Regions from separate parts of the Mus musculus genome. Here regions 2, 3 and 4 are each linked to region 1. A link is a contact called in public Hi-C and HiChIP or PLAC-seq data. All regions are on one chromosome and are shown on one strand. The core of a region is the stretch at or near the end of the contact, and the rest is flanking DNA. Distances in the headings are between cores, read along the strand shown. Region 1 holds the start of 4930488B22Rik (RIKEN cDNA 4930488B22 gene). Region 2 has its middle 50 kb from the start of Gm34229. Region 3 overlaps 1700112H15Rik (RIKEN cDNA 1700112H15 gene). Region 4 has its middle 7.5 kb from the start of Gm23349.

Region 1 (7,967 bases), core at 1,761-4,260:
ATTCTTTTTACAGTTTCTCCTCTCAGATCCTCCCACCTCCCCACTAATCCAACTCTTTGCTCTTCTCTCTCAACCCCCACCCCTTTTAGAAAACAAACAGAGGGGAAAAAATCTAAATAAACCAGAGTAAGATACAATGAAGAAAAAAAACCCACAAAAAACCAAAACTGAAGAAAAAGAATGAGAGGCACAAACATATCAGGACACATGCCCAGACAAGCATAAATCTCAATCCCATCCAATCTGAGAAAAAATATATCTTTTTATTATCATCTGTCTGTCTGTCTGTCTGTCTTCAAAAGACAAGTAAGATTTTTTTTTAAAGGCGAGACAAAGCATTATGAGAAAAAAAAAATCTCCCCAAATACCACTGGGTTCGTGTTTTGGATTAGCCATCTATTGCTGGGTATGGTGCGTGCCCTTGAATGTGGTTTGTATACCAGTGAGATGCCATTGGAGAGAACTGATTTTTCCCTTTGCTGTCAGTTGGGGATAGCTAAGCTTCAGTGCTCCTCTAAAAACAAGCACAACAGAGGCAGGAGAAATAGCTCCTGGTTAAGAGCACTCCTCTTCCTGAGGACTCAGGTTAGTTCCCCATGTTAGACAGTTCCCAATGACCTGTAACTCCAGCTCCAGAGATCCACCATTCTCTTCTGGACTCCCCAGGGGCATTGCACTCATACACGGACATACACACAATTAAAAAAAAGTACTCTGAAAAATGCTGAAGTAGGAATAGTAGTAATAACCCTGCCCCTTCCAGGTGACTGTGAAGAACGCATTACATAGAGTTAAACAGTAACCATGCCTCTGTTTAAACAGCAACCACTCCTGTATCCATGATAGCTGTTTCTGCATATGTAAAGGGCAACAGTAAGCTGTAAGTAACAGTAAGCTGTAAGTAAGTTTAGTACTGGTGAGGGAGTCACGTTACTATATAACAATATTCAGGACATTTTTATTTGGTGAAGCTGGAATTCTCTACTATTAAAAATCTTGCCACAAGAGGCTCCCGAGACCCCACCTCTAACAGGGGGACTGCGGGTGGCTAATGGCTGCAGGAGAAGGGGAGGTAGTTTCCTTCAGTAATGTAGCCACTGGTGTGTTCCCCCACTGGATATGAACTACTCATTCTTATCCATGTCACCATGGGGCGGGGAGGGGGACACATCAAAATAGAGGGAGCTTTTGGGAAGAAGAAGGGCTTGAGAGAAAGTGGGTGGAGAGGAAGGAAAAGAGGGAGAGTAGGAGAAGGATAGAGGGAGGGGGGAGGGTAATAGAGGTGAAAAATACCCTAAATTCAGAATCCACTCGAATAAAGTTGTCAAGGAATGAAAAGCAAGGCAAAACCTTTCCCATAATTAATATTTTTATATTGATGGGAATCAAACCCCAGGCTTTGGACCAGAAATCTCTTCTTAAGAGCTAACCATCCTAGTTAAGTATTAAAGTCATTCTCTCAGGGCAGCTGGAGTAGTTGGGAAAGGACAGCCAGAGAGGCGACGATGTCATCAGGCCTCACCCCTTCCTTCCCTGCTGCATGCGCTGCACATACCCTTGCATTGGAGATGACCGGTGGCTTCCTTCGTGGCTAGTGAGGTGGGTCCTGTGTGGTCCACAGCTGCCTGTAACTCCTACTCAAAGGGATTTTGCTCCCTCTTTTGGTTTCTATGGGCATCATGCACCTGTGCCCATATCTCTCCCCCACCCCAAACACATAATTAAAAATTGAATAAAAATCTAAGATTAATACAATGGCAGTACTGCCTTTAGGTGCAACTTGAGATGGTATAGGCCTTAAAGGAAAGTTATTAACTCCCAGGACTGAAGGCTGACGGTGGGGAAGGGAGCTGCACTCAGGGATCTGTCTGAGAGGATCTTCATCCATGCTTCTCTCGGTATCTCCCTACACTAAGTCTGACTCATCCTGCTACCAAGCCTCTGTTCTTGTGTGTACTACACCAGCTAAAATCCACATGGTCTCTTACCCTAGGAAGATGTTGGATGACAATGATGGAATCCATAGGCCCCTCCTTTTGTCTGCATCAGCTGACCTTGATCCTTTGCCCTTTCCTGTCCACGGAGATTCCCTCAAAAAACCCTGAGTGAATTTGGAAAGAGGAAAAGGGAAACAGAAGATGAAATTCAGGAATCTATTACTGTACCTATCTTCAATTAGGGCACGAGTATGTTCTTTTATTTCCCTTCTTACCAGTTTACCAAGAAGCCATCTTCGAACTGGGGAGTGTTGACAGCTGTGGATCTCACCTGGACAGGCACACAGTTGATGACATCATTTCAGTCTTGACAGGATGCCTTCGTTTTACACGATGAACTCTGACCCTCTTGCGGGTCACGTCCCTCTTGGGGATTTGTTAGAATCCAGATTTAACTACCTCTCTACTAGATTTGCTTTTATAGATCTTCAGTGAGGTAGGGACTGGATATGTGGATGGTTAATGAGTATCCAAGGGGTTGTTATGATCAGACCAGTTTAGGAAATAGTGTAGTAGTGGTGGTGACGAGTGAGAAATGTCCTCACAGGCTCAGGTACTTGAATGTGTGGTTCCATGTGCTGTTTGGGAAGTCATGGAACCTTTAGGTGGTGCAGCCATGCAGGAGGAAGCACGCCACTGAGGGTGGGCATTGAGTGATCATGGCCTCAGTCCTCTCTCTGCTCTGTTTGCAGTGACAGAAGTGATTTTTCTTAGCTTCCCACTTTCTGGTCATTGTGTGTTATCACAACAGGAAAGCGACTGACACACTGACATCCTTTGCTGTGGCTGTTAGAGAACACAATAATCCCACCGGCTGGGTAAATGGCTCTGTAAATGTCCAGTGTTGAGGTTTCGCCTTTTACTGTCTATTGTAATGCTAAGTGTGGGCCCCCAAGACCTGGAGTCTGCACACAGCTCATGTGACCCTGTCCCCAAGTTAATTCTGATTGGTGAATAAAGATGTCAATAGCTGTGCAGAAGAGACATAGGTAGGGTTTAGGATTCCCAGGCTTGTGGGAGAGGAGCGCTCACTGGAGAGGAGGAAGGAAAGTCACAATGGGTTAAGGGTCAAGGGTCATGAGAACTACCCAATCAGAGTTAAGAGCAGCCCAGATGGAACATGGTAAATAGTAAGTAATAACTCAGGGTTATCAATAGTGAAGTGGATTCTAACAGCTTGGAGGTGAGGTATCCATCCGTTCAGCTATTGTGCTGCTTAAGGCTTGTAACTATGAAGGCTGTGAGTGTGTTTTTCATCCAGGAACTCAATAACCAAAGGTGGGGTAGAAACCTCGGCTGGGATTTAAATAATTTATTATAACACTCCAGAGGTAAGGTATGGATTTAGGGTGCTGATATCAATTTCAACTGTGCATTCTTTGTCATCCCCTCCCTTCTTCCGTCTCTCCATCCTTTTCCTCCTTTCAGGCTTCCATCTCTGTTTTATTTTCAATCGCGTGTCTTTGTGCCCTTGTGTCGGTCCCACTGAGGCCAGAAGAGGGCACCCAGTCACCTGGAACTGGAGTTACAGCTGGTTGTGAGCTGGCTGATATGGGTGCTGAGAACTGAGCTTAGGACCACAGCAGGAACCTTGCTTGCTTTTAAACCAGAGAGCTACCTCTCCAGTCCCATCTTCCCCTGTTTGCTTCCTTCCTCCCTTCTTCTCCTCCCCCCACCCCCCTCTCTGTTTTTGTGGTACAGAGGCTCACTCTGCTCAGGCTGGCCTGGAACTCACTTTGTTGCCAGGGTTGACCTTGAACTCCAAATGTTTTTGTCTCTGCATCCCCAAAGGCTGGGATTTCTGGCTCACACCTCCGGGCTCACTCTCCCATTTTTGTCTTCTCCTTGAACAAATTTTATTGTACTATTTAAGTATTATATCACAAATTATTATTATTTTTGCAAACAAAGTAGACTATAATAGAAGGAATTCTGGCAGGATGTAAAGGGACGGATTCTACGGGTCATTCTGAAGACACTTTTCGATGGACTGTTTCTGGAAGTGTGAAAGCCACCCAGAGATGTTTCCACAAGTCACAGCAGGCTGGGGAGGGAGTATCAGCTTGTTTCTTAGGCTACTACCCCAATTTAGCATCAACCTAGTGACTTAAAACTTCCTCACTTTATTGTCTCACCATTCTGGATGCCAGACATCTGAAATGAGTTTTTCAGGGTGAAGACATGGTGTTGACAGGGGTAGATCCTTCTGGAAGTCACAAGGGGAGAAATGTGCTTTATTATAGCTTCAGGTTGCTGCTGGCACTCCGTGGTTTATGTCCTTGTCACCTCAGTCCTGGTTTCTCTGATGACATAGACTTCTGTTCTGCATCAAATTTCCTTTGGGCCTCCTCATGTGTGTGTGTGTGTGTGTGTGTGTGTGTGTGTGATGTGTGTGTATATATGTATATACATGTATACATGTGTGTATGAAGGTCAGAGGTGAGCCTTGGGTGTTGCTTTAGACGTATTCATCTTATATGGTATGCATGTGGTATATGTGTGCATTGTTTGTATGTGTGTGTGTGTGCACATGTGTTTGCTTGTAGATGTTAGAGAAAAACTTTGGGTGTGCCGTCCTATCTATCTCTGCATTATTCTTTTGAGACAGGCTGTCTCAACTGAACCCAGAGCTATACCAGCAGCCAGTAAGTTGCAGGGATCCTCCTGTCTCCGTGCTTCACAGTGCCATGGATACAACCACATCTGTTTTTATTTCTATTTTTATTTTTTTAATGTGCATACTTGGGACACTCATGTTTGCATAACAAGTCCCCCCCCCCAAGTCATATTTCTAGCCCTCTTGCATTTGAGACAAGGTCTCTCATTGGCTGGGGGGGGGGTCCACCAATTAGGACAGGTTGGTTGGTCAATAAGCCTTAAGAATCCTCCTGCTTCTGCTTCCCCAGTGCTGGGATAAAGGTATGTGCCAGCACACTTGGCTTTAACAGGAACTCTGAGATCCATACTTGGGTCTTCAAGCTTGCACAGAAAGACTATTATTCATTTGTCTCCCCAGTCCTTTGCCTTTTATAAATGATGTGTGGTTTCATTCAGCACCAACACACAGACTCCAGTGTCAGCTGCCATCACAGGGTCTTTAAATTGATTACACCTGCATCCTCCTTTTCCAAATAAGGTAACCCTCACAATATTGGTAATACTGGGAATAGGGATGTGCTAATTAGTTCTGTCAACTTGATACACACTAGAGATACTTTAGAAGAGGGAGTCTCAGCTGAGAAATTGCCTCCATCAGATCGGCCTGTGGGCAAGCAGGAACATTTTCTTGATTCCTAACTGGTGTGGGAGGGCCCAGCTCATGGTGGGCAGTGGCGTCCCTGTGCAGATAGGCTTGATTTATTCAAAGAAGACAGCTGAACAGGCCAGAGGGAAGACTAGTGAGCAGCATTCTTCCATGGTCTCTGCTTCAGTTCCCGCCTCTAGGTTCCTGCTTGAGTTTCTGATCTGGCCTTCCTTGAAGACTAACTCTTCAAAAGCAAACTCTTTCCTCCCCAAGGCGTTTTTGGTCAATGTTTATCACAGCATCAGAGAGCAAGCAAGGTCAACACACTGCTTATCTTTGGAAACTGTTACTCAGCTTCCCATTCAAAGTATTGGATTGCAGTAGCCCACCATTGGGAGCAGAGGGCACAGAAACTGTCATGATGCAGATGGAAGGGGGAGAAATATCCTCATCTCTTGTTCTGGTTTCTGGCTGGAGAACCTTGAGAACTGCGGATGAGCATGGGGCTCATGGAAGTCATTCTTCTGGGCACCAACAAGTAGAAAAGGTAGGGAGTGGGTGTGGCCATCAGTACCAGTTACTGCTAGGCCCTGGGCATGACTGCAGCCCTTGAGATGAGCAGCGCTTCTCAGGGGCAGGGCCTGTGTTACACGCACACAGGGTTTCCGTGCATTCCTTAGGCTTTGGTTCTAGTTAAAAGGAGATCGGATGATTGCTGTCAACACCTTTGCAGTCCACACTTTGGATTTCTCTTTATTGTCTTCACTGGCCCAGCCTAGAGTGGAGAAGAGCTTCCTGGCTGACTTGAAGGGAGTAGAGTGGGCCGACTTTAAGCAATGCCGCAACCCGCATTCCGAGATCAGCACCAGTCCTTGTCTCCATGAGAAGGTTCCAGTCCCAGTTCGTACACCTCCTCCCAGTTCAGCCTCCCCAGCCCCATGCTGTTCTTGAGACTTGCACTGGAATTTCCATACCTTGCGTAGCCCAGCTGTCATCCCCATAGTGACAGTTAAAACCACGCTTCTATCTACAAGAGAGGAGAATCTGGCTCCGTAGGTGAGTGAGCCTACTGGGCTGCGACCCACAATGCCTTAGCCTTTAGCGTCTTTCCCTTTCTGCCAGTGTCTATCAGGTTATCTCTTCCTCCATCCCCAGAATCACCTATCCGCCAGGCCCGCAGCTCTCCATTCCTCCCCCAGCTTGCTCTTTAGTTGAGTCTTGAGTGTCTTTTCCAGCAGAACGGCTGAGATTGACCTCAGGTGTTAGGGGAAATATCCACGTCCAATTCTTACCTTCTAATGATGGCTCGGACATATTATTTTATTGACATTTGAAACTAAAGACAAAACCAGCTGCTTCTTGAGGGAGGTGGGAAGCGAAACATGAAAAGAATCTGCGGTACAACCATTGCTCCCACCCCGCCCAAACCCAAACCAATAAAATGAGTCTAGCCAATAATTCAACCTCCGCGCCTCCTGTTCCCTGTGACTAAAGACTGCAGACGCTGCGCAGCGGGGGCCTCCTCATTGCTGAGGAATTTATCATCAGGAGTTTATTAGTTTTAATGTAGCCAACAGGGGCTTCTGATAGTATTTTTTTTTTCCTGAGGGAAATTTTTCTCTCCAAGGACAAATGTTCCCCAGAACTGACACTTAACCGACTTTATAATTCAGTGTGGCTTGGTTGAATGGCGTACCTTTCAAAAAATGCCATCACGGGAGAAGGATCCTACTGTCTGCAGGAATTTGTCACTTTTACCTCTGCTTTAGAAATGCCTCAGGGCTTAGAGCATAGCGACTCTAATTATTGTAATAATCCTCTAAAGGGAGAGGCTCATCGGTCATGGTTGAAAGTGATTTCTTTTTCTTTCTTTCTTTCTTTTTTTTAGTGGGATAGCTTTAAAAATGTCTTGTTTGGACCCAGATTGTCATCCATTAATTGGTAATTTAAGCAAGTTACTTAATGCCAGGCAATTAGGTTAATGAGAGCACTGGCCCGTTTGAAGTTGAGCAGGCCTGGAGATGAGCTCAGAGCTCTTTAGAAAGACATTAAGTCAATTTGGTGTGAAAGGCAGAGGGGCATATCCCTCTCCTACAGTTTCAGAGAAGTATCATGCGCATGTAGACTTCTCTTGAAGCATGGAAATTATGATGGTGGGCCCCTCCGGCATCCTGGCAGCCACCCTACCATCGAGGAAGAGGCAACAGCTGTCCCAGCTCCATCATTGGGAAAGATGACAGGCCTGGATTAAGCCCTGCAGAGGCCAGGAACTCTTGAAGGAGCCAGGCAGACAAACAGAACCACAGACACACAGAACACCTTGAACTGGAGCAGATGGGATAGCTAATGAATGGGTTGAAATGGTAGCAGTCTCTACAGTGGGAGCCAGCTGGGTTTACCTGAGCTGTTTCATGGAGGGACAATTTCAGAGTAGCCAGGCTGCCTTCAAATGTTTGTCAGAGATATTCATAGCGCTGCTATTCACCCTTCAAAGGACAGGGTCAAATGACTTCATGAAATGTTTCCCTGCTTACCCAGACACTGGAAACCAGCCATCTTGTTGACAAATGACTCAGGCTGAATTGATTGAGTGGGGATCAGGCTTGGCTAGACCCATGCTCATAGGACAGGAGTAATTATAAGTGGGCTATGCAGGAGAGTCTATGTGCACAGACTCACATGGCCATGGTCTAGTTTTGAAGGCAATATCTGGAAATAGGGTCTGG
Region 2 (7,967 bases), core at 2,817-5,316, 230 kb after region 1:
AATGATCAGGAACTGGGGGCCTTTGGGAGTCAGCACCTCCACCCCTGAGATTTGCTACCAGCAACTTCAATTTGCATTTTCCAGAAGGCAGGTTAGAGTGTTTTCTAGAAACACTGTAGGGGAAAGGAGAAAAACAATCAGGCTGGACGCATCCGATTTGTTTAAAACGTCCCGTTACTCGGGACTGTTAGGTTTATAAATCAAAATTATGTGTCCAGCAAGGGAATGGGAGGTAAAACCGTTTCCAAAAGAAAAAAAGAAAGAAAGAAAAGAAGAGAAAGCAAGTGATTCATTTTGGCCAAAATAATTGAAAATGCAGAGACTGCGCATTTGTGCTGCTCGGCCCCAGAGTCTGTGCCTTCCCAGTTGCTCGGCCCCCAGGCTTGTATTTTGCCTTTGCAGCAATGTAGCAGATTTCACGGTGAAGATGAGCTCCTCGGATCAGGGAATCCTTACTCTATTTGGTGAAATTACATAGAGCCAAATCCTTGACAACTTGAAGGATTTTACTTCTGCGTTACTAGAACCAGCCTCCAAGAAACAACAGAACTATGTGATGCTCCTTCTGTGCAAAAGGAAGAAAAAGGGATAGAGGGAAGGAGGAAGGGAGAGAGGGAAGAGGATGAAAAGAGGAAGACAGAAGAGTGAAAAAGGAAGCCAAGAAACAGAAGAGAGAGGAGAAGAATGGAAGGAAAGAAGGAAGAAAGGAAGGAAGGAGGGAAGAAATGGGGGAAAGAAGGAAGAAAGCTAGGAAAGGAAATGAGGAAGGAAGGAAGGAATGAGGAAAGGAAGGAAAGGAAATGAAGAAGGAAGGAAATAAGGAAGGAAGGAAGAATGGGAAGGAAGTGAGGAAGGAATGAGGGAAGGAAGGAGGGAGAGAGGGAGGGAGGGATGGAGGGAAAGGAAGGAATGAAGGAACTAAGGAACGTAGGAAGGAGAAAACTTCATTACTTTTTCCACTGGCATCAAGTCAGACCAAGTCTTACAGCAGAGTGCCTCTTAGAATTTACCTTTGAGGACCCAAGTCACATCTGGATACAGGGTCCTAAGTGAATGCAGCTCATGGAAGATGTGGAAGGTGAGCTTGCTGGAATATGAAATATGGCAGCCTTGAATGGTGCCACTAATTGCCAGGACTACCACACATTTCATTGGTGTCTAGGTAGGGCACCAGAGAGAGTCCGGGAGTGAGATCTCCGGGTTCCCAGCTTTCCTCCTAAGAAGTCCAAAGCATCTGTGCTTGACATAAAACACTACAGGGAGAGTTAAACGGCACAGGGAAGGTAGCTCAATGAATGGAGATCGCAGAAGGGGAAGGGCTTCTCACTTCCCTCCCCCTAGCTAGAGAAATTGAGGAAGATAGCTTGGGGAAATCAGCTCTGAAGCAGAGCTCTGGTGTGTGGTCAAGAGTCAAGGGAAAGTAGCCAGCAGAGGGTTATGGAGTTAATAATAACAGAGTCGAGAGAGTCCAGAGGACATTCGTGAAAAAAACAAAACAAAACAAAACAAAACAAAAAACGGATGAGGGCTCTGACCACTAGACAGCAGCGATTCTGTCTGTCCATTTTCTGTGTGAACAGAGAGTAAAAGTCTTCCATCCCTGTCTCCAAGCACTTGATACGCCGTTGGGGAGAACAGGGTGTTTGTAGGCTGTCCTGAAGATAGGGTTGCTCTGTGATGTACAAAAATTAGCTCTAGAGAATGGGAAGGGAGTAAAGGGGTTGGTGTGCCGGGATCGATCTACAGGTAAGAAGAGAACTGACTAAAATAGCAGAGTAAGCCCCCGCTGGGGCTGAGAACAGAACCCCAGACTGCCTGTTTCAATTTCTGGGCTCTTCCCCAAACGGAGCTGGGGAGACCTATGTTGGTAAAGATGGTGGAGTTCTTTTTATTCTTGTGACCCAAATGAGGGAACTTCAGGGCAGCCATGGGAACAAGACTTACCTATACACATCCCCACCCCAAGGCTCAGAAAGTCCTGTGAAGAGAACTTTTAGAAATTAAAGTCTCTACATACACCGTTCATCTTTGCAAATACGACCTCACCCAGTTTCAGGCAAAACAGGAATCTCATTTATACCAGTAGGAAAACTAGGCACTATAGGAGGGATGGAAAATACAGGGACCTTTTTTAGAACATGGAAATGGGTGGGATGGTTACCTGATACAGTTTTGTTAATTGTATCAAAAAATTCGCACAGCTGTGTTCCTTTCATTTAAAAGAAAAGAGAAGGAAGAGATGGAGAGAGGAAGGAAGGAGCAAGAGAGTGAGGAAAGGGTACAGAATGGAGAAACGGGAAGGAAGAACAAAAGAAAAGAAAAGAAGAGGGAAGAAGAAAGGGAGGAGGGTAGAAGGGAAAGGAAGGAGAGAGATGGGAGGAGGGAGGGAGGGAGGAAAAGAGGGAGGAATAGGAGAAGGGAAGGGAGGGAGGAGGAAGGGAAACAAAGGAGGGAGGGAGGGGAGGAGGGAGGGATCAGAGGAGGGAAGGAAGGAGGGAGGGAAGGAGGGAAAAAATTGTTGGATTTTTTCCCCCATTCAATATGTAGCCTTGGGATTCCCAGGCCCATTCCCAGTTCCAGGAGCAAGTGGAACCAGAGGGTGGTTACTTCCATTGTCCATGTGGCACATTGTGACATTCAGTTAAAGCTCTTACTATTAATACCGTTTTATAATGAGTTATAAAACCTCTCTCTGTTGATGATTTGCCTTATTAAAAGAACGGCCATCCAGATCCCACTTGAGTGTGTTTGTGTCCCGAGGGTGACTTCTGAGACAGCCTTTGCTGTGGACGAGCTCCTCCAGCTGGCCTCTCGGACCCCACAGAGGACACATTAGGCAGCAGTCCTTTTCTTAGACTGGGTTTAATCAAGTGCAAATTCTCCTTTCTAGCGCAGTACTAAACAAACCCAAGCGTTGGCTTTCTAATTTACTAGCCAGTAAACTACAGGAGCCAAGTTTTGTATGTGGCCAGTGATTTGCTTTTCTTCAGAGGGACATCATGGAGGGGCAGACCTAGCAGGTGAGACACGCCATTCACTGTACTCACAAACAAGGAGTGCCCAAGTAGGAAAGAATTGTGCTCTACAAAAGGAAATGAATGTTTTTCTGGGTTTTAAAACCTCTATATATTGTGTATGTGATGTGTGTGCGCACAGGCATGCGTATGTGCGAGCATGTGTGTGTGTGTGTGTGTGTGTGTGTGTGTGCATGTTTGCCCGGCGTGCATGTGGAGGTCAGAGGACAACTGTCACGAGTGAGTTTTTCTTCCCACCATGTGGGGTTCTGGAGATGGAACTGAGGTCATCAGATTTGGCGTCTTTACACACTAAACCACCCTGGCACCCCTGTAAATTAAAAAAGCCTAAAGGCCTCCTTCTTGCCACTGGAATTTTGAATTCTGCAGTAAACTGGTGAAAGAGAAAGCACAACTTGTACAAGAAATGAGGCTAGAACCAGAGACGTGGGACATCGGGGGGGACTTTGAACACACAGGCAACCAGAGACTAAAACAGAGGCCGCAGAGGTAGCTCATAGAGCTCGCAGGGAGAGCCATTTCTCTTGGAAGTCTGATAGTCTTCAGAGGTTTTGTGAGCAGAAAATAATATTAGCATATATTATTGTGCCTCCAATTATACTTACATTCTGAAGCTCAAACACTGGTTTAGGTAATTGAAGGTAATAACATTATGGTTGAGGACATTAAATAGCCAACCAATGACTCCCAGGAATGACCTAGAAGAAATCTCAACTTCTAGCATTTTTTAAAAGGATGTATAGAGTATACATCTCTTTCCTCCTCTTGCCTTAGAGGAAGAAATGATGGGGCCTTTGGACAGGTCTTATAGTGACCTACTGACTACTAAGACTCAATGTTTGAACTGAGAAGCCGTGGTGCTGAAGCTGAAACCAGAGAGGAGTCACTCGCAATTTGAAGCAAGAATCCCACCCCTTGTTTCCTTTCAGCGCCATGTTGCTGTCAATCAGCTGGCTCCTTGTCGGCTCTCTCCTCCTCTTTGCATCCCATCAGGCACTGTGCTGTTTTGTTTCTGACTCTAGCTCTGCCCAGAGATAAGCTCATTCGATTTATCTGCACTTCGGATCATGACTCATGTCTCATCTGAGGTCACTCCATCCTGCGTTTTCCTGTGGTGAAAATACTTTTTCTCTCTGAAAGGCGACCCAGCCATACATGGGAAGAGGGACGCAGGGGACTGCCACGGCTGTGATATATGGTGACGGTTCTGAAGAAAGTCAAAACCATTTAAAGACCAGGTTTTGATGAATTGCAGGAAATGGTGGATTTACAGCCATTCCAGAACTCCTAGGGACTGACTGTCATTGGGTGACCATGAGAATTTTAACTAGCGCGTTGTAGAACCCAGATCAAGGCTGTGACAGAGCAGAAGGTTGTTTGGGTCTCCTGTTGTATAGAGGTCGCTGGTGGGAGACATGTTTAAATTTTTTTGAGTCTTATTTTTTATTTATGTGTACATGCGTGTCTGTGTGTGCACATGCACATGTGTGTAGGTCCTCGCAGAGGCAAGAAGAGGATGTGGGGTCCCCTGAAGTTGTAATTGCAGGTGGCTGCCAGCTGCCCAATTTTTGGTGCTAGGAATTTAACCCTGATTCTTTGCAAGAGCAGCGCGTGCCTTTAACTGTTGAGCCATCTCTCCAGACCAACAAACATTTAAATTACCTTTTTTTCCCTTTTTGTTTACTTATCCAAGATTCATTTCTATTTGTTTGCTAAGGTTAAAAATTAGCAGGCAGGAGGGAAATGCCTACTGTAAAAAGCTTAAGCAGAGAGTCTTTACTTCGTGTACACTACTATGGTATGACTGCTAGGAATAGACCAACTTCTCTTCCTATGTCAGTGCGCCTCCATCCTTTAGAAGCCTTGCTGCTGCCTCATGTTATGTAGAAGGGACTGCTGGGTACTCTGACCTCCTTTAATCTTTCTGGGGAACCACGGACTATCAAGATGACAATGTAGGGTGACAGCTGAGCTATTGGGCACCATTATCCTAACATACAGTGACTTTCTTAAAGTTCACTAGGACAGTTGACATCGACCCCAAAAGCTAATGGAGCAATTGTGAGCAACATTTTTGTTGACACTAACATTTGACGGCTTTGGCTGAACCTGAAATGACTCAGCCCCGGAGACACTCATTAGATCATGTTGAGGATGTAGGGGCAGCTGCAGCTCATCTGTGAATTCCTCCTCAGTTAACTTTCTGTGAGGCATTGTACTGAACCTGTGAGGCACAGCCTGCTCGACGCTCAACACTCAACGCTCAAGGCTGATCACTCTTGGACTCGTGGTGAGTTCCAAGATGGGGTCTTCCCCTCCCAACACAATGAATAAATTATTCAAAGCATGAGATATTCTTATAAAGGCCCATAGTGTTCTGATGGGGCCAGTCATTTAGGAAGAGGTATCAATGTGCAATTGGCAGAAAAGGGGAACCCTCCGAGGAGCTGTGGTAACAGCGCAGTTACTTAAAGAACATTTAAGCTGCAAATATCTCTGTGGTTTGCGATTTGGCCCAATGCTTCAGTCACTCTGAGAAATTTCTCAAACTTTGGCTAATTACATTAAGAAATGTAAGGCTTAGTACATGATTCTACTTCCCCAAATATCGTGGGCTGTCTTCTGCATTTGGCAAGCCACTCACATGTGAGGAATTGATGAGAAAGACCAAGCAGGTTCTGGCCCACAGCAGGGAATGCTAACTGTTGATACAGAGAATAACCACTACATAATGGCCATGTAGGGCTTGTCTGTCAAACCTCAGAGACTTCATCAGAATAGTGGGGTGTGCTGGTTTCTTATGAGTGAGGAGAAAACACATGATTAGATGTGCTGAAGCCCCAATATTCTCACATGTGCCTAGTCATGCCTAAGTAAACAGCTGGAAGTGTGTGTGTGTGTGTGTGTGTGTGTGTGTGTGTGTGTGTGTGAAGTTTGCTCTTCTTATCATGTCTTCATTTGGCTACTTAATAGCCTAAAGTGGAACTCCTAGGTACAACACTGTCCCTCCTGGGTATCATGTTGTAGAACAGGCGGATGCTGTTCCTTTTCTCAATGAGCCAGTGTGAAGTCCGTGAACTGCAGAAAGCACTGATACATGCTACAATGTGCTATAGTCGTGGCTTTTTCAATCTGGCCTGGAGAGGACCGACCCTGAGCTTTATCTGGTCTCACTCAGACCAAAGCTAGCAGAAAGCACTTCATGAATTGCTCTGTGAGTGGTAGGGCTCCGTTTTCTTTTCTCAGACTTATTTTAAAACGTGCATGTATGTGTTTGACACGTTTGTGGGTGTCTGAGAAGCCCAGAGGAGGATGTCTGATTCCCTGGAGCTCAAGGAAGTTGTGAGCCACCTGACCTGTGGGCTAGGAAGTGAACCCCAGTTCTCTGGAAAAGCAGCAAGCACTTCTAACCACTGAGCCATCTCGCTAGACCAGAGGGTCTCAACCTTCCTACTGCTGTGGCCCTTTAACACAGTTCCTCATGCTGTGGTGACCCCAACCATCAAATGGTTTCCATTGTTACTTCATAACTGTAACGTTGCTACTGTTATGAATTGTAATGTAAATATCTGTGTTTCAGAAGATCTTAGGTGACCCGTGTGAAAGGCCACTGCTCTGGAGTCAGCATTAGTATCATTTAAGTGATTATATTAGGACTTTAAGGGAAAGGAGAGATAAGTCTTATACTTTAAAAACGTACACTGGTAGTTCTTAAAATCTTCCCCTGTATCTGGCAAGGTATTTAAAAGGTGCTCAATATTTATTTGAATTAGTGGAAGACAGAGTCTCAGGTCCTACAGTTTCTATGTTGTCATAACTCCATAACAGGGAGCACTTGCTGTGTTCCACATTCTCGCTTCCTCGGACGTACCCAAGGACAGTTCTTTTTCATCCTCTGTAGGCAATTTTCATTCCTGTGGTCAGTGCTGGCTAGGAAAGCAGACCATCAAGACTCTAGTCTCTAAGCAAACCCAGAACCCTGGGTGGGATGACCCAGGCACCGGCCATGCCGACACACTGGAATGTATAGAAGGACTATATTTTTATATAACTCATGCTGATAATAATTACAGTTGACATGTTTTTAAGTCATAGCTGTTTGCTGTGGTCTATAGCAAGACTATCTTGGCCATGTCAGTGATATAAATAATGACACAGATGCTTATTAATATTTTAAAGCTCAGGCCTTCATTGGTCAGTCTCCTGACTACTCCATCCGCCTAATCCTGGCGTGTGTCCCGCCATATGGCCAGGTCTACCTCTCCGCTCCAGTTCGTCCTTCCACCTCCAAGTCCATCCCTCACCCCTCATCTAGTCTCCCTGTGTCCCTCTCTTTCCTGAAGATCTGCCCTCCACTTCCGTCCCAGAGATGCCCTTCAGATCTTTATTAAAGCCAATCCGATATAATTCTAGTATGCCTTAGGCAGGTAAGGAAGAAAAAATATTTACAAAATATGGGAGCGGCAGTGGGCCATAGCTCTCTGCCAGTACAGAATCATCAATGGAATATCCAGAGACACACCTGCTCACAGTGTACCTCAATGGCAGTCCAAATCTGAGCATATAGTAATGTGGGCCTGTCTATCTACAAGTAAGGATTAGTCTCAGAAAGGCAACCTCATTCTTAAAGGGCATATGCAAGTCAGAGAGTTGAGATTCAACCTCATATTTTTCTGCTCCAGATACATTGCTACTCTGGAACCAAGGAACTAACAACAAAAGCATAGGATTTATAACAGATGGACAAGCACCCAACTCCTTTATTCTGGGTGCTCACCCACACCTATGGTCGCGCCTTTTGTGGACTCAGAGCCTTCAACTTTGTAAAGAGCTGTATGTTGGACATCTCCTCTTTCCTCACTATAATTGTGTATAGTGCAGAGCCTAAAGCTATCTGAGTTCCAGACACAATAAAGCTGAAATCATGAAAAG
Region 3 (7,967 bases), core at 2,198-4,697, 180 kb after region 1:
CCGGGCCGCTCAGGAGGGTTGGCTCTATCTGGCTGTGGTTTAGGAAGCTCTGCCTCTTCCCACCAGTGATGACTTTCTGCTGTGATTTTCAAACTGCCTACTACTGTTTATTTGGAATCTAAACATCTGGGAAGTTTTAAAGACCCAATTTGTTGAGGGCATAGTCTGTGCTCTGATTTAATGTGAACGAGACACATGACACGTAAACACGTTGATAGCAAGATTTATTAAAATGTAACTATTGCAATATAACCGGGGACTGGGCTGATTTAACTCAGTTTTCCACCCTTGTGATGGAATTTTAGGTTAGTGAGAGATGAAAGTGTTGCTGGGTTAACACTGGCCTTTTGCAGATGAAGAGTTGGAGTGAGACGAAGCCTGCTTTCCCATGCCATGCACCCAGTCGGCAGCAGAGCTGGGCACAGGAGGGGTCCCGTCTTTGTAATGTCTCCCTTGCTGCTTGAACACATCACCTTGCTCATGAGGACCTCAAGGTAGTACGTTGGTGAGAGAATGCTGTAAAAGCCTGGCTCGTATATTTAATCTCAGCTACTCTAGAAGCCAAGGAGGAAGACCGTGAGGATGAGGACAGCCTGGGCAATTAATTTAGGGGCACCTGTTTCAAAGCAAAAATAATCACATCAATCAATCAATCAACCAATCAACCAATCAATCAATCAATCCAGGTTGGGGAGGTGAGGATGTGTAGATTAGTGGTACTTGACTGCCATGTATAAGCGTGTGCTGGTCAGTCTAGGAATGAAATAGTCATAGCAGCAGCTGAAGGTACTTATGACAGACTCGAGGTTCTTCGAGTCACACAGCTTGACCCTCTCTGTAAATCCCAGAGAAGCAGATGCCGACTACATTGGGAAAACCATTTTGCATTTCCTCTTAGGTTTTGGATGTCATCTTTTGGATTCATTGGAAAGTACTGACTAAGAAAGAAGTGCTTTTGTTTAGGCTCCTGATGAAAACATCAGCTCTTAGAGACACTGTTGGCTTCGACATTTGAATGTTGGCTTCATCCATTCCCTCCATCTAACGGAGCAGTTCCACAGATCAGTTGCTATTAAAACTGGGGACAAATGGGACAGGTTCCAACTCTCTGACTCTTCGAGAGGACCACAGTCTGTTAGACTTCTCACTGTGCTCTGGCTTCTTCCCTAACCTCAACTTTAACAACTTCAGTTTCAGCTCATCTCTGACAGGACCCAAGATTTGATCGACTTAATGCTAACATCTTTAGAGTCTCCTAAACGTGGCTAGCTTTGGCCTCTGTAGATTTCCCCCCCAGCTTGTCCCTTTCCTTGGAGCACAGGCCAAACACCCTATTCTCACAGACAACTTCTGTCTTGTCTCTTCCAGCCTTCAGTGTTTAGGGCCTTCACAGCCGCATCTAGCTTACATGAATTCTTCTATCATTTGGACTTGGTTTTCTGACTAAATTGTGAGTCTGCAGCGGTTGGTGAGGATGAGATTTTTCTCCTAAGTATCCCCAAGATTAATAGGCTGTAGAAGGGACACGAATAAGTAAAAAAAAAAAAAATAAAAAAATTAAAAAAAGAAAAAGAAAATGTCAGTCAATTCTTCAGGAGAGAGTCAAGCTGAGATGCTGATCCCAGTTCTTCTCATGAATGGGCTCAGCATGGCTCTCTCTGTTGACTCTCATCACCACAAGTAAAAAAAGCCTTAGGATAGACGTCCCCACTCCCCCAGATTTGCTTCATGATTTCTTTCTCTGGCATGACCTTGCTTCTCTTTCAGTCATGGAAATTTTTCTTTGATATATGTGCATATCTATACACCTTCTTTCTGCATATATGATTTCCCCCTCAAATTATCCCAGGTATTCACTTTCAAGATCTATAATCATGTTTGTGAAAATAATAAATTAGGCAGACAGGCTGAGCTGAGTAAAAAAGTCTGCCAGAGGCAAAGAAGGAATGTCTCTTCCCAAAGCTTATATTCCCCATGCTTTCTCTTTACCACAACCTGTTGCCTCAGATTGCCAAGCTCGGGGCCTGGGCCCTTCTCTTCTATTAGCTTGTGAGGTCAGCTTTACATATTTGTTTGTGTGACATTAATAACACAGTGTCTCATATGCAATAAAGCCATAATAAGTGGGAGTAGGACATTAAAGAAATTTAAGATTTTCTTAAGCAGATTTTAATAAGTGAGTTCAGTTTACCCTTTTGAATTTCTCTCTGTATGTGTGTATATACACACATATGCATATACATATATATACATATATACATATGTACATATATATATATATACATATATATATATATGTACATACATACATGTAAATGTGTGTGTGCCCGTGTGTATTGTATGAGTATGTGGAAATGTCTGTGTGGGTAGGTCAGAGTTCAATTTTTGTATGTCTTCTTCAATTGCTTTCCATCTTGAGAAAGGAGTGTCTTTATTTTATTTTTTAATCTATTCTTTGGAAATTTCATATATTTTTATTATTTTTTTCCTGTCCTCTCATTCTCCCCAGATCAGATCCTAACTCCTCCCAGAACTTTTTGATCCTTTTCTGTAATAAAAGAAAAGAGCCATTAAAAATCATCTTATTTATGCTGGCCAACTCCTCCTGGGTATGAGACCTGACCTGGGATGTGCCTGATACAACCACTGTCACTCCACTGAAGCAAACTGACTTTCCCTCTCCTGTCAGCAGTCATTTGTGAATGGGTGGGACTTTACACCTGTGTCCACTCCTTCATGTGAGGATTTTGTCTGGTCTGAGCTTTTGGAGGCCCTGTGTACACTGTCTCAGTCTCCCTCCATAAGCTCACGTGTGCACTCACCTTCCTATGTCTGCACAATGCAGTCTCCTTAAAACCGTCCATCACTTCTGACTCTTATAATCTCCCTGTCCCTCAGACATGGTCTCTAACTCAAGGCTCAGGGCTCCGTGTCACAGGAGACAGAGTACTGTTTACGATAGATGGGCGCCCTTGACTCTCTGGGATTTGCCTGTCTCTGCCTCCCTAGTGGTGGGGTTAGAGATGGCTGGCTGGTCCCTGTGCTTGTGCAACCAAGTACTCTGTCCATTGATCCACCTCCCAAAGCCTCCCCACTTTAATTTTTCATGGATTTTCTCCCCCTTTGTATTAGATAAAATGACATTCTAAGTACTCAGACAACATAGCTGTTCCTGTTCTTATAACTTCTAAATTTCCTTTCCTTGTTATCTCAACTTGGTGTTTGCTTAGTCTGTGGCATCATGAGCACCGTGCTTTCTATTTAAGGTGACATGTGACAATTTCCTTTTTTTTTTTTAGAGGGGAGGAAGGTATGATTTTTGAAACTGCGGTTTGCTGAAGCTGGTGAAATGTATTGGTTTTGTTGACAAATTTCTTGGTCTAAACTGCTGACATTTCTCAGCCTGCTACTAGATTGTGCAACATTATGCAACTTTATGTGGAAATAAATGAGTTTATTAGTGATGAGTGTGTGTTTGCGGCTGCATCTGTGTGTGATAATAGACAACTTTTGTGGGTACTTACAGCAATAATGACACTGCTGTTTTTCAGTTCACCCTTTACCATAAACTATGTCATTATTCACTTCAGTGGGGGCATACAACCTCAAAGAATGTTACGAGAGTGGCTTGTTGAAAAGAAGTAATGGACGGTGGGTCGTTGAGTAAGCCTCTGCTGGCAGGGCTATGTGATAGCTGAGCGCAAGGCTTCTGTCATGTTGGTGGTCTATGATATTTCTGTTTTAAACCATTCATATCTGACACTGCTTTGTCCTTCAGACCAAGGCATTTCCAGTGACTGAATTCAACAGAATATTTTCCAAAGCCTACCTTAACCACTCATGGAGTCAGCTTGTACTTCAAGGAGTGTCTGGGGTAAGGGGCGGTCCCTGCTTCACAGAGTATATAGTCAGACATTAAAGTATGTGAGTGTCTAATTCAACCCAACAAATGTCAGAAACCCTGAAAGATGTAGTAAGCAGAATATTGTTGAGCTGTGCAATGGCTGGAATGGCTGGACTGGGGGTGGGGCGGAGCTAAGGTGAAAAGCATTGTGGGAGATTAGCACTAGACTAGCAAAGGGAAGAATTAGTGGGTATTCAGAAGATTGAACAGTGCGCTTTAGTTGGTGAGGCTCACATAAGAAGTTAAGGAGGAAGGAACAACATGTTGTGGGAAGGCAAGGGAAATGAAACCATAGAATAAGCAGTCCAGCTAAAATCCCCTCACGGGGGATTGGCAATGTCTCAGCTTCACCCAAGAGTTTTACATCAGACCTGAAAGTGTGAAGCAGAATCAGTGGCTGAGTCAGTGGACACTGGTTACATGTTGGTAGACAAAGGTGGGTAGAAACTGGTCTGCATTGAAGATGCTTGGGCCAGTCCGAGATAAGCAGAGTGGTCATTTCAACATGTTTGAAGACATGCTGGACTTCAGGTGAAGTCTAGAACTCAGGGTTCAACCTAGCCTTGTGCAGGGTGGCAGGCCATGTAGACTCTAAAAGGAGCCATAAGACTCAGTCCTTAGGGAAGTCTGCATATACAGCAAGGAAGTTTGGGAAGTTTGCAGCAGGGATTGCTTCTGTGGGTGATGGGGGCTTTGGAGGAGGTGGGAACAGAGGAATCAACACACTGTGATTGTAGAGTGATCGTCCAGTAGGAGGAAGGGTCAGGTGAAGGCGATGGCTGCTAACTGTTAAGAGTCTTTTCATAGGAGAGGCCCCGAGGACTTGATAGGATACCATAATAGAATCGAGAGGAGGGGTGGATACCAGATGTGCTTCTCATGTAAACCTCTGAGGATTCAGGAGCTCTGAATACAGGGAGGAACTGTGAGATGGAGGGAGAGAATAATCACAAGCCCGGTGGCTTTGGTGGCTGAGTTTACAGTGCTCACAGCTCATTTGGGGGTATGATAGTCTGGACTCAAGGGGCCCCTAGAACATCTACAGAAGCCTAGAAGTAGATCTACTTAATACTCGTACTGGCCATTTGAGCTGTCAGTAGACTGGAGACCTCAGCTCTTGTCGTCACACTACCCCTTACCAGTACTCACTGACAAGGGGTTAAACTATGTAACTCCTACTTCTTCCTCCACAGGTGACCATAGAGACGGTGCTGTGAGGATCAATCTAGGGATGGACATAAGAGGCCATGGGACACTCATCTTCTGATGAGTGACACCCCTCTCTTCTTAGCTATTTCCAAGGGCATGGGGATGATGGTAGTAGACTTTGCCCCAGGACCCTTCTCTCTCTGTAAATTCTAACAGAGCAGACACCTTCCAAGCAACAGAGGTGAGTCAATATTTCCTAGGACTTGTGGTTTCACATTGAGTCAACATTATTCTAACACCTTCTAATGCTCTTCATACTGACAGCAGGCAGTAAGTGGCAGACAGTGGGTCAGAACCGCAAGGGGCTTCAGGGCCAGCCGAGTTCTTCCTCAGAGCTCTGAGAAAGCCACAGCGAGATCCTTTTCTTCTGGTAGCTATAAGAAAGTGCTCGAAATGTGTTGGCATAGATGACTGTTCTCTATTAAAAGTAGAAGGAATAATAAATTCATAGTGAACATCTTTAGGAAGATGTATGCTACAGTTCTGGAAGTGTGAAAGTCAAGAGAAGGTGAGAAAGCACAACTCCCACAACACACAGACACATGGGCACACACACACTCACACACACAAAGGAAACAACAACAAAGACCAAATTGCTATGAGCCACTATGACTCAGAGTTCACCAACAGGGAAGAAACATATAAATTAGGGGAAAAGTTCCTCAAAGTTCCTGAAAGAGATTACCATTATTTCCTGTTGGTGTCCGGGCAGAGCTGATGGTGGCTCAAGGGGGCCTCCGCTGGTTTAGAAGAATCCTGAAATTTCATGTGGGCTATTTTTTTTTTTCTTTTTTATGGTGGAAAATCAAGCAGAGTCAAAACAAGAAAGGAAAGCTCTCCCCTCCCCCCTCCTTTTAATATCGTTTTCAGTAGCACAATGCATTAAAGCAAGGCATTTTTTTTCCCTCATAGTAATACGGCTTCAGGACATGATTTAGATGGAAAATTTAAGTAAGATTAATGCAATTTATTATCCGACAGGATATCCCTACAAGCCACACTATTTGGCTGAATTTTAGATTCCCAATCTAATATTTCAGATGAGATTTCCAGATGGGTGTCTTATTCCTCTATTAGTTTAGTCAGGGTGATGGAGAGTTTGTAAAACAGGAGAGGTTAAACTAGTTTTAACACTTGATTAATCATTGAAATTACATTGTTACTGCCTGAGTCCACTGGATGTTGTTTATTAAGGGGGCTCCCTAAGACCCAAAGCCAACACAAACTACAGGCGCTTTTCCAACTTGGCTAATTTATTTGATGACTTCTTCAAAGGGATTTTTTTTTAAAAGTAAATTTATGGTTACATTGAAAAGCTGCTCAAAGCTTTCTGTTTGGTTTTCAAAATACTAAAGTGTGGGATTATAACACTGAAAAGAAAATAGGTATGGGCACACTACACACACCACACACAGACACACACATACAGACACACATACAGGCACACACAAGGACACACAGGCACACACAGACATACACAGACACATAACACACACAGACACATATACACAGACACACACAGACACACACACAGACACAGACACACACACCTCTAAATTCTAATTTCCTGAAACAATATTGAGAAGGTAAATCTTTAAATACAAAATGTATGAATAATTGCTACTTCCTCCCAGAGACAACATGAAGCCTTCCAAGGTGACAAACCAGACATATATACTCTGCCATTTTATAAACCACTGGCCAGTGAACCAAGGGAAGCTAATGCCAGTGTGCCCAGTAAAGCTGTATAGAGAGAAGTATGTGCTGGGGAAAAAGGCACAAATAAGCGCATGCGTACGGGAGGAAGGCTGGGTGCAGACACTGGACAAACCTCCAAACCAGAGCTTCTTTTGTGGATACGAAAATTTCCTGAAGTCTGGGCTTGGTAAATTGATTACAATCTCTTCTCAGAGACCTATCAGGAGAAAACGAGTGAGTTGCAGACATAAATATGAATTCCAGAGCCCAACTCATAAATGAATTCCTAAATGCTGACCGAGCCAGAACCGAGCATTGGAAAACCACTTGGCAGGAACCATTAGTTTCAAAATGAGATGAACTGCTCTATTTAGCCCTCATTGAAAACTTTACAGAAACGCCAGATTTCCATAAACACAGGTTTCCTTGAGTTTCCAGGGCTTTGATTAACTGGTGGACAAGAGCTTCGCAGACACAGATTTTTTGTGTTATATTCAGCCTGGATGGGTTTGGGATCTGGAAACCAACACAGAGTAGTCCCTTGCCTTTCTGGGATGTTAACTCTTCCCTGACTTCCAGAAGGCTCCTTTTGTTATAGGGAGTTTGGAGAATTAAGAATTAGTTTAGGGTTTAAAAACGCGGTTATAGATCATATTCCTGTCAGCTGTGTCATCATCTGTTAAGCTTTTTATGACTGATTGACAGCCTGCTGCTTTATGGTTTGGCTCTAATGCCCCAAAGGAATGAGAATTAAAAAATACACTTCTGTCCTTACTGAGAAAGTCATAAAGCTGTGGCCTCGGCTCAGTAAGGAGATTGCTTGCAAGACATATTTTCGTTTTTAAATGTGTTTTCATTTTTCTTCTTTCGGCCATATTCCTCCATTGATCCTGGCACTCCAGACGGTCTCTAAAGTCTGTGCAGCTTAGATGCTCATCACCAAACGTTCTGCCTCTGCTTCTCAGCCTCCCCTCCTCCTCTTCCTCTCCTCCTCCTCTCCATCCTCCTCCTTTTTCTTCTTCTTCTTCTTCTTCTTCTTCTTCTTCTTCTTCTTCTTCTTCTTCTTCTTCTTCTTCTTCTTCTCCTCTTCCTCCTCCCTCCTCCTCCTCCTCCTCTTCTGGCTTCCAAGTTTAAGTCAATAAAAAACAAAATAAAT
Region 4 (7,967 bases), core at 1,883-4,382, 140 kb after region 1:
TCTTAGCGTCTTTACCAAGATGATCAATCTCCTTCCGTCTGCATCTACTCAAGATATTGCCAGTGGGATGAGCGGTCTGTGCCACACTGTCATTTGAGTTTCTGGGGTCCAGAGATGCCTGCTTCACTCTTAGTTACTTTCAAACTGCTCAGGTGGAATCCTAAAATCTCACCTTTGATTTGGTATGGATTAGGAAGCTATATCTGATGTTATATTACCCATGAATTTCTACCCAGTTAGGGTAGACTCACAGATGTTTTCAGCTTCTTTCTTCTTACGTCCATATGACTTTCAGTAAATTCCACTTAACATTGCTAAGTTTAATGACGTCATTATGGAACTGGGATAGTGTTACCTGACAGACACACCACTCTAGCATTCAGTGAAAGCATCTGGGCCGAGGATTCTTTTATATGACTGAGTTCTCCTTAGTCACTTCGGCGCAGGTATCATATATATGTGAAACTTGAGGTTGACAGAGATGATATGCCACATACCCACAGAAGGCAGCGGGGCGATGCAGCTTCAATCTGTGGCTTCCTGACTCTGTTTCTGAGCTCTTAAGTAATACATTAAGTTTTACACTTAAACTAGAGTATGTTTTTTTATCTTGAAGATTAATATTTACTTTTATTTGTGTGTGTGTGTGTGTGTGTGTGTGTGTGTGCCACACGTATCCAGGTGTCTGTGGAGGCCAGAAGAGAGTGTTAGATCTCTTGGAGTTGAGAGTGTTAGATCTCTTGGAGTTGGAATTAGAGGTGGCTGTGAGCTGTCAGATATGAGTGCTGAGAACTGAACTCGGGTCCTCTGGAAGAGCAGTCAGTGCTCATAACCAACAGACCATCGCTCCAGCTCCTATGACTAAAATCTTGATGTGAATGCACAGTATTACAACGTTCGAACTTTCCCATGACTAGGTTATTTCTGAAGTTTGATTCTCTGGGGTTTCAATTACTTAGTAGGAGACAAAACTCTCATTTAAATTGTGTGAGAACCTCGGGGCCACCAGGGTTATCTTTTTCTTAGCATCAAGGCCTGCTGAGAATGGCACCTGAAGAACATGATATTTCTGTGGGAACCCAGAGGAAGAAGTCTTTGACACATCACTCCATACAAAGTACCATTACAAAATAGCTTAAATATGCATATATGTCTGTGGCTATCTACCTCCCTTCAATAAAACATTTACTCATGTCTATCAGAATTGGAACATTAAAAAAATTAGAATAAGCAAACAAACAAATGCCCCCCTAGACCCTTAAACAAGAGCACTCATATTACCACACTCAGAAACAACCACCCAGGGGCTGGAGAGATGACTCAGTAATTAAGAGCACTGGCCTCTCTTCCAGAAGACCCAAGTTTGATTACCAGCATCCACAAGACAACTCACAACTGTGTGTAACCTCAGTTCCAGAGGAACTATGCCCTCACACAGCCATGCAGGCAGAACATCAATACACATGAAAATAAATAAATCTTAACAAAACAAAACAAAACAAAACAAAACAAAACACTGTATGGAGGGGGTGCTTAAAATAACGGCTATTCGCCATTTTTTAATACTAGCATTTGATATGTAAAATGGGATCATGTCTACTATTTGAGCTGACAAGATTTATATATCCACTGCAAGGGCTTCATGCACTTAGCCATCTCCCCAAGTCTCTTAAACTCTGTTTAATGGAAGGAATATATTTCCATAGTAAGCTTACAGATGACTTTAGAGAAACACACAGAGCAAGGCCCTGCTTTTCTAATTTGTTAGGTCAATGTCTCAGTTACTTATCTGTCAACAGCCAATAGTTTCTTACTTATTAGTGTGGAATTTTCTATGTATGTAAGCATTCCTCCCTTTCCCTCTGCCCTCTTCCCTTCCTTTCTTACCCCATCTCCACTAACGTTTGCTGAGCATGTAGTATTTCCTGTAAGTCATGTTGTGGGTCTGCATTTTGCCCTGCTGTGGGCTAGCCTGCGTGCTGTCAGGTGCTGGGCTCAATCGAAGCGCTGATACACTGCTCAGGGAGGGACACCGAAGCTGGGTTCCCTGACTCCCGGGAATCCAGTCACCTCTGGAAAACTGCACAGTGGAGTCAGGAACAGAGGGCCGGAGGTCCATGGGTTAGCGCCGAGGCCAGGGCCTAGGGCTCCCAAACTCCTGGACATCTTGACGCCATTGGGTCTCAGGGAGCTGGGAATGGAGTTGGAGTCCTGAGGGCTGAGGATGATGATGAGCCCAGGGCCAGGGGAATGGGGAATGCTGAGTTAGCTCATTTGCTATTGTCCTTAGCTTAGCAGTGGTTGTCTGGGAGCACAAAGGGGCCTTCTGTAGGCTGTGGCTCTGTAGGCAAAGGTATTTTCCATGTTCCCCACAGTGGTCCTTGATGGAAGAGACAGTCCTTGGTTCCAAACAGTTTATTGCTTGTTCATTGTGGAAAAGGGGTGCATACCACCTTCTCAGGGTGGACCAGAGATTAAATACCTTTTGCAGGAAGGAATGTCTGGGAAGGGAAGCTTATTGGTTAAACCTCCAGGGCATCTAGATGCCTTGTTAGCATGTAGAATTCTGTTCTGGGCTACTTGAGCGACATGGGTAGTGTGGCCACGTGTTCTGGGCCAGGAATCTGGCAGGGATCAGGGAGACACTTACCCTCTCAGGTGGGTGCCTGCGTGCCAGGGTCTCAGACCCACTCAATTCAAGTTTCTTGGCATGGTTCTTTGTTGTACATCTTGTTAATCTCAGATGGTGAGTGTTGCAGCTCTTATGAGATGAAGGCTGTGGTTTTCTTGCTCACTTCTCGTGTCCATGAACAAAGATATTTTTAAGAGGTAACTATTTTCAGCTGAAAGCAAACAGCCTTTTAAAAAGTGTCTCTGTTTCCTTAGGTGCAGACATTTTGGAAATGCCAAATTGAAAATGCATATGCTCCCGTGGAAGAAGCAAAGGGGGTTGATTTGCTAAGTGTGCATCTCTTTGTTGTGGCTCAGAGATCTGAGCGTGGTTTCTGGGAAACCAGGCAATGTGGAAATGAAAGAGATTCTGTGTCTCGAATTGCTGAGCCACCACTGGGCTGTCAAACACAAACATAAGTTTTGCCAATTTAAAGTGGAAGTCTGAGACGAAAGTCAGCTGGCAGTTATCTGTGGCTTCCTGCTGTTACTTGGTTTCTGGTTAGCTTCAGTGAGTTGCTGAGAGGAGAAGAGTTATGAGCAAACCACCCACCTACCCAGTGACATATGGAAGGTGCTACATCGTTGTCCTGTCTCTTTCCCAACCTTGAGAGGGCTGGGGATGCATGCGGCTCCATCTTAGAGCATCTGCGAAGTACTCGTAGAATCCCGAGTCCCATCTTCAGCACCACAACTCTCTGCTTGAAGAACAAGTGTCAGTACTTGTCTTTTAGGCAGGAAGTGCCCACAGAGCTTGTCTATACAGAAAGTTGATGCACACAGACAGGGGTTGGGTGGGGTTGGTGACAACGTGTAAGAAGGTCATTGTCAGAAGATGATGGATCCATGGAACATTGCTTTGGTGAACCTAGATGGCCCATGTTTGCTTGGGTAGCCGAGATTCCAATGAGCTTCCTTGATTGCTACAATCACTTGAGCAAAATGGTGAACTGTTTGGGGCTCTTGGGAAGATGCTCTGCTCTCATCAGGAGCCCTCCTCTAATAAAAATGTTTAGATCATAAGAGATCCTGATTCCGATGAGTGTGTTGTTCATTCCCCTCACTCGGCAAAGCCTTCTAGGTCGTCCTTGGTTTCCCATCATTCTGCCTGCGCTGGCACAGATAAAGTCAGCCAGGAGAGGGGATCAGGGACGTGTCCATTAAGTGCAGGTCTCTGCCACAGAAGAGTTAGGATGAAGTTATAGAAAGAACTGGTTTGGGGCCAAGTTGTAGAGTGATGGACATAACAAGGGTTGAGAGCAGGAGGCAACATTTTTTTTCCTTCTTAAAGGAAAATTGGACAATTATGAAATAAACTCAAGATGTGTGTGTGTGTGTGTGTGTGTGTGTGTGTGTGTGTGCATTGCATGTATGTGTGGGCATATACCTGCACCATTGCCCTCCCCCTCTCTCTGTGTGTATGTGTGTAAGCTAAAGGTCAGATATTTTCCTTTCTTGCTTTTTCTATTAATATTTAAGATCTCTTATTGAATGTGGAACTCACAACTTTGGCAAAACTGGTTGACCATTGAGCACCCAGTATCTCCTATCTTGGTCATCAGCTCTGGGGCTGTGGGTACTTAGCATTACATCCAGATTCTATGTGGATGCTAGGGATCTGAACTTGGATCCTCATGGCTATACAGCGGGTTCTTCACTGACTAAGCCATCTCTCCAACTTCGGGCACTTTGAAAGAAAACTGAGATAGCAATGTCTATAGCACATGTGATAGCCACGTGCATCTGCAAAAGAGTTATGGAAGTGTAATATTAGTATAATATATGGAAGTATAATATATCATTGACATTGCAAAGGTATTGCATGTGTATAGGTGGTTTTAAAATACAGAAATGCACAATTAAAATCCACTTTTACATTCATTTATGATAATCTGTATATCTGTCCATCCATTCATTCATCTATTTTTCTATGTTTGGTTATTTTGTGAGTTTTTCATGTGTAGTTTTTACATGACAAAAATCACAATGTACATTTCGGCTTATGATTTCTTTGTCCTCACAACTGTATGTCATGAACATTTCCTTGTGTTATTGAATGTGGTTAGTTGAATTTTTGGAAGATTCCTCAGCATGCTTTGGTAACTGTCCTGGCTAGTTTTATGTCAACTCAATGCAAGCTAGAGTTATCTGAAAGGAGGGACCCTCAATTGAGAAAATACCTCTATAAGGTCCGGCTGTAAAGCATTTTCTTGATTTGTGATTGATGGAGGAGGGCCCAGCGTATTGTGGGTAGTGCCATCCCTGTGCTAATAGTCCTAGGTACTATAAGAATTCAGACTGAGTAAGCCATGGGAGCAAGCCATGTAAGCAGCACCTCTCCTTGGTCTCTGCATCAGCTCCTGCCTCCAGATTCCTGCCCTATTTGAGTTCCTGCCCGGACTTCCTTCAATGATAGTGCTATGACAGTGTAAGCCAAATATACCCTTTCCTCTCCAAGTTTCTTTGGTCATGGTGCTTCATCAAAGCAGTAGTAACCCTGACTAAGACAGACTTTTAGCCATAGTTTAGGACAGTCAGTATTATGGGCACTTATCACTATGGAAAATATTATCCATTAAGTATCGATTAATTAAGTTAATTATTAATTCTTAATATGCATTTTGTTTTGGGGGGAAGATATAGCTGATATACACGCCTCCATTCTTTCTGCTAAGTGCAATTAAATACCATGCTGGCTAGTTTTTGTTTGTTATGTTTGTTTCCTTGCTTGTTTGTATTTTTCTTTATCCACTTGATACAACCTGGAGTCATTTGTGAAAAGGGAGCCTCGATTAAGGAAACGGTCTAATCAGATTGGCCTGTGGGCAAGCCTGTGGTGCATTCCTTAAGTTAGGGATTGGCCTAGGAGGGCCCATCAGAAGCTGGAATGGGATGTGTTATTCGGTTTCCCTGGGTTGATATGGGGGGCATCTGTTAGGAGATGGGACTTCCATTCCCCACTGAGAAATAGTGAGGGATCTCCTCCTCTTGCCACCTCCTTCTTTGGTCTCAGTACAGACTGTGGGTAGGCTAGGTTTACAGTCATAGCCGCAGGTGGGTGGTGTTAGAGGAGGCCTAGTGAAGACTGGCGACTGTTGCTGCCCTATGTGGGCACCATCCTCCTTCCTTGGTACTAGTGGTGGTCATCAGACGAGAAGTAACTCTCATTGTGTCCAGCAGTAACAGGGGAGCTTTCAGACTTCCTCCGTGTGCCAGTGGTGCCCAAGTGGGAACCTACACTATTTTCACCTGGGTGGAGTAACAGGCATTACTCTTTCTCCTGTTAGGCCTGTGTTAGAAGAAACCAGTTAAAACAGGTTTGGATAAGATCCTGAGTTACATGGTATTGTACTCAAGCTAGCCTTATTTTTTTTTCCCAGTGAAAACCACCCATTACACTAAGAAACAGGAAGATCCCAAATTGAAAACAGAAAGATAGTTGACACAAACATAGCCAGGTGTGGAAGGTCATGAGGACCGTGTCGAAGGGCTGAATGCAGTGGGCTGTGGAGCACAAGACTCTATCTTAAGTAATAAAAACTAGACACTAACATCAGCTGATGATTTAGCCAAGATTTTAAATCAGTTGTCATAAAAATAGTTTGTTAAAAATATAAGCCTGGCTGGAATTACAAATTATAGAAATAGCCTTAACTAGGAAATACAAAGTCTCAGAACAAAAGAAAAAGAAATGAAAAAATTTAAACTGAAAATACAATTAATTAAAATAAGATACTTAATGGCTAGGCTGAAGAGCAGGATGGGGAAGGGACAGAGGCAAGGGCCAGGTAAATGGAAGACAGAAAAATGGCAACAAAGAGAAAACCTGAAAACCAGTGACTAGTGCATCCTAGCCTTGAAAACTAGAACAAGAGTTAGTGAGTGAGCCACCAGGAATGCAGACACTGCAGGCAGACACTGCAGGCACTGCTGACACTACAGGTAGACACCATAGACACTACAGACACTGCAGACATTGCAGGCAGACACTGCAGGCACTGCAGATATACACTGCAGACATTGAAGACACTGCAGGCAGACACTGCAGACACTAAAGACACTGTAGGCAGACACTGCAGGCATTGCAAACACTGCAGGTGCTGAGGAGAGGAAAGATGGAGACCAGAAAAGAACTCTAATGAAGAACAATCAACAGTGTCTCCAACTTGGTAAAAAGCCTACTAATTTCAGAAGCCAGGTGAAATCCAGAAGAGAGAAATGCAGGGACACCAAGCCAAACAAATCACACTCCCAGTTGAAAGCTGGAGACAGTAAAATAAATGCTAAATGATGGAAGCCCCTTACCTGCAAGGGATAAACAATTAGAATAATAATTTTTCTCATCAGAATACTGTATAAGCCTTTCAAAAATCACTAGGAACAGGGCTGGTGAAGTGCTTGCCGCAGCAGCTCGAGTCTCTAAAACTCATGTATTTGATGGAGCCAATCCTGGGCACTGTTGGAATTCCTCCCTGGGGACATGAAGACAAGTGGATCTTTAGTGCTGGCTGGCCAGTCAACCTGGCTAGCTAATCAATGATGCTCAAGTCAGCGAGAGACCGCCTCTCAAAAATCAAGATGGAAACCTTCTAAGGAAGACATTAAAGGATGGTTCTCTGACCTCCATGCACGCGCATATATTTACATAGAGATAAAATAACTGGAAAGGAAAGCCATCTCTCCAACTCTATATTGCCTTGGTCAAATCTAACCCTACTCCCTCTCCTCCAACTCCTATACCACTAGTACTTTCCCCATTCAACCTTATGGACTCCATTATTATTATTATTATTATTTTTATTAAACTCACAGAGTCCATTAGTGCTGCAGGTATGTTCATGGGTTAGGGCCAGTCATTAGAATGTGGACAGCCAATCAGGACACTCATCAGAAGAAAACTGACTCTCTGTCCCCCAGAAGCCTCCATCACCAATAATTCTTTATCTATAGGTGGGACTTGGTGAGTTCTTCTCCCAAAGTTTAACTTTAAAAACTATACTTGAAACACTATTTCGAAGCAAGTGTCCCATATTGGCAAACCTGAAAAAGGCTGTCTCCTCATTAAAAATCCACAGTTGGTCCATCCTTTCATCACAACTCCTAACTTTGTCTCTGTAACTCCTTCCATGGGTGTTTTGTTCCCAATTCTAAGAAGGGGCAAAGTGTCCACACTTTGGTCTTCATTCTTCTTGAGTTTCATGCGTTTAGCAAATTGTATCTTATATCTTGGGTATCCTAAGTTTCTGGGCTAATATCCACTTATCAGTGAGTACATATTGTGGGAGTTCCTTGGTGAT

What was found. A called contact is a pair of places that touch in the nucleus more often than the background predicts. HiChIP or PLAC-seq counts read pairs in DNA pulled down with a chosen protein or histone mark.
Region 2: a contact with region 1 is called in an H3K27ac HiChIP or PLAC-seq map of the HPC-7 cell line, with 6 times the contacts expected there. The contact joins the enhancer-like site here to the promoter of 4930488B22Rik in region 1. A contact is called at or near these places in 1 of 15 datasets of contacts at CTCF or cohesin (stem cell-derived epiblast-like cells), 22 of 484 Hi-C or Micro-C datasets (bone marrow-derived macrophages, embryonic stem cells, myeloid progenitors and 2 more), 15 of 115 datasets of contacts at active chromatin or transcription factors (the HPC-7 cell line, bone marrow-derived macrophages, craniofacial prominence and 8 more) and 1 of 9 other capture datasets (embryonic stem cells).
Region 3: a Hi-C map of bone marrow-derived macrophages shows a contact between it and region 1, with 28 read pairs. The contact joins the enhancer-like site here to the promoter of 4930488B22Rik in region 1. A contact is called at or near these places in 4 of 39 promoter capture datasets (embryonic stem cells, hippocampal neurons, liver and 1 more), 7 of 484 Hi-C or Micro-C datasets (the HPC-5 cell line, bone marrow-derived dendritic cells, bone marrow-derived macrophages and 3 more) and 8 of 115 datasets of contacts at active chromatin or transcription factors (the HPC-7 cell line, the NIH/3T3 cell line, acute myeloid leukemia and 5 more).
Region 4: a Hi-C map of bone marrow-derived macrophages shows a contact between it and region 1, with 29 read pairs. The contact joins the enhancer-like site here to the promoter of 4930488B22Rik in region 1. A contact is called at or near these places in 12 of 39 promoter capture datasets (the 3T3-L1 cell line, 3T3-L1-derived adipocytes, the C10 cell line and 7 more), 7 of 484 Hi-C or Micro-C datasets (the 63-12 cell line, the C10 cell line, Th1 cells and 4 more), 4 of 115 datasets of contacts at active chromatin or transcription factors (the HPC-7 cell line, bone marrow-derived macrophages, fetal liver and 1 more) and 2 of 9 other capture datasets (bone marrow-derived macrophages and embryonic stem cells).

Annotation. Positions count from the first base shown.
Region 1 is chr1:184,707,540-184,715,506 of GRCm38.p6, reverse strand. It overlaps 4930488B22Rik (RIKEN cDNA 4930488B22 gene), which reads right to left and starts at 3,010. Exons shown (of 3, transcript NR_040627.1): 1 at 2,213-3,010; 2 at 1,989-2,101.
Region 2 is chr1:184,478,385-184,486,351 of GRCm38.p6, reverse strand. No RefSeq gene overlaps it. Among named protein-coding and RNA genes, the nearest start is that of Gm34229, 50 kb to the right of the region's middle. Within about 2 kb of position 4,066, at least 10 of the 459 cell types and tissues checked have an H3K27ac peak or open chromatin away from gene starts, as enhancers often do. A contact at or near this core is called in the HPC-7 cell line, where this site is marked.
Region 3 is chr1:184,532,036-184,540,002 of GRCm38.p6, reverse strand. The region is part of intron 2 of 1700112H15Rik (RIKEN cDNA 1700112H15 gene); the gene reads left to right. Among named protein-coding and RNA genes, the nearest start is that of 1700112H15Rik, 22 kb to the left of the region's middle. Within about 2 kb of position 3,447, at least 58 of the 459 cell types and tissues checked have an H3K27ac peak or open chromatin away from gene starts, as enhancers often do. A contact at or near this core is called in the HPC-5 cell line, the HPC-7 cell line, acute myeloid leukemia and 3 more, where this site is marked.
Region 4 is chr1:184,568,681-184,576,647 of GRCm38.p6, reverse strand. No RefSeq gene overlaps it. Among named protein-coding and RNA genes, the nearest start is that of Gm23349, 7.5 kb to the left of the region's middle. Within about 2 kb of position 3,132, at least 20 of the 459 cell types and tissues checked have an H3K27ac peak or open chromatin away from gene starts, as enhancers often do. A contact at or near this core is called in the HPC-7 cell line, Th1 cells and bone marrow-derived macrophages, where this site is marked.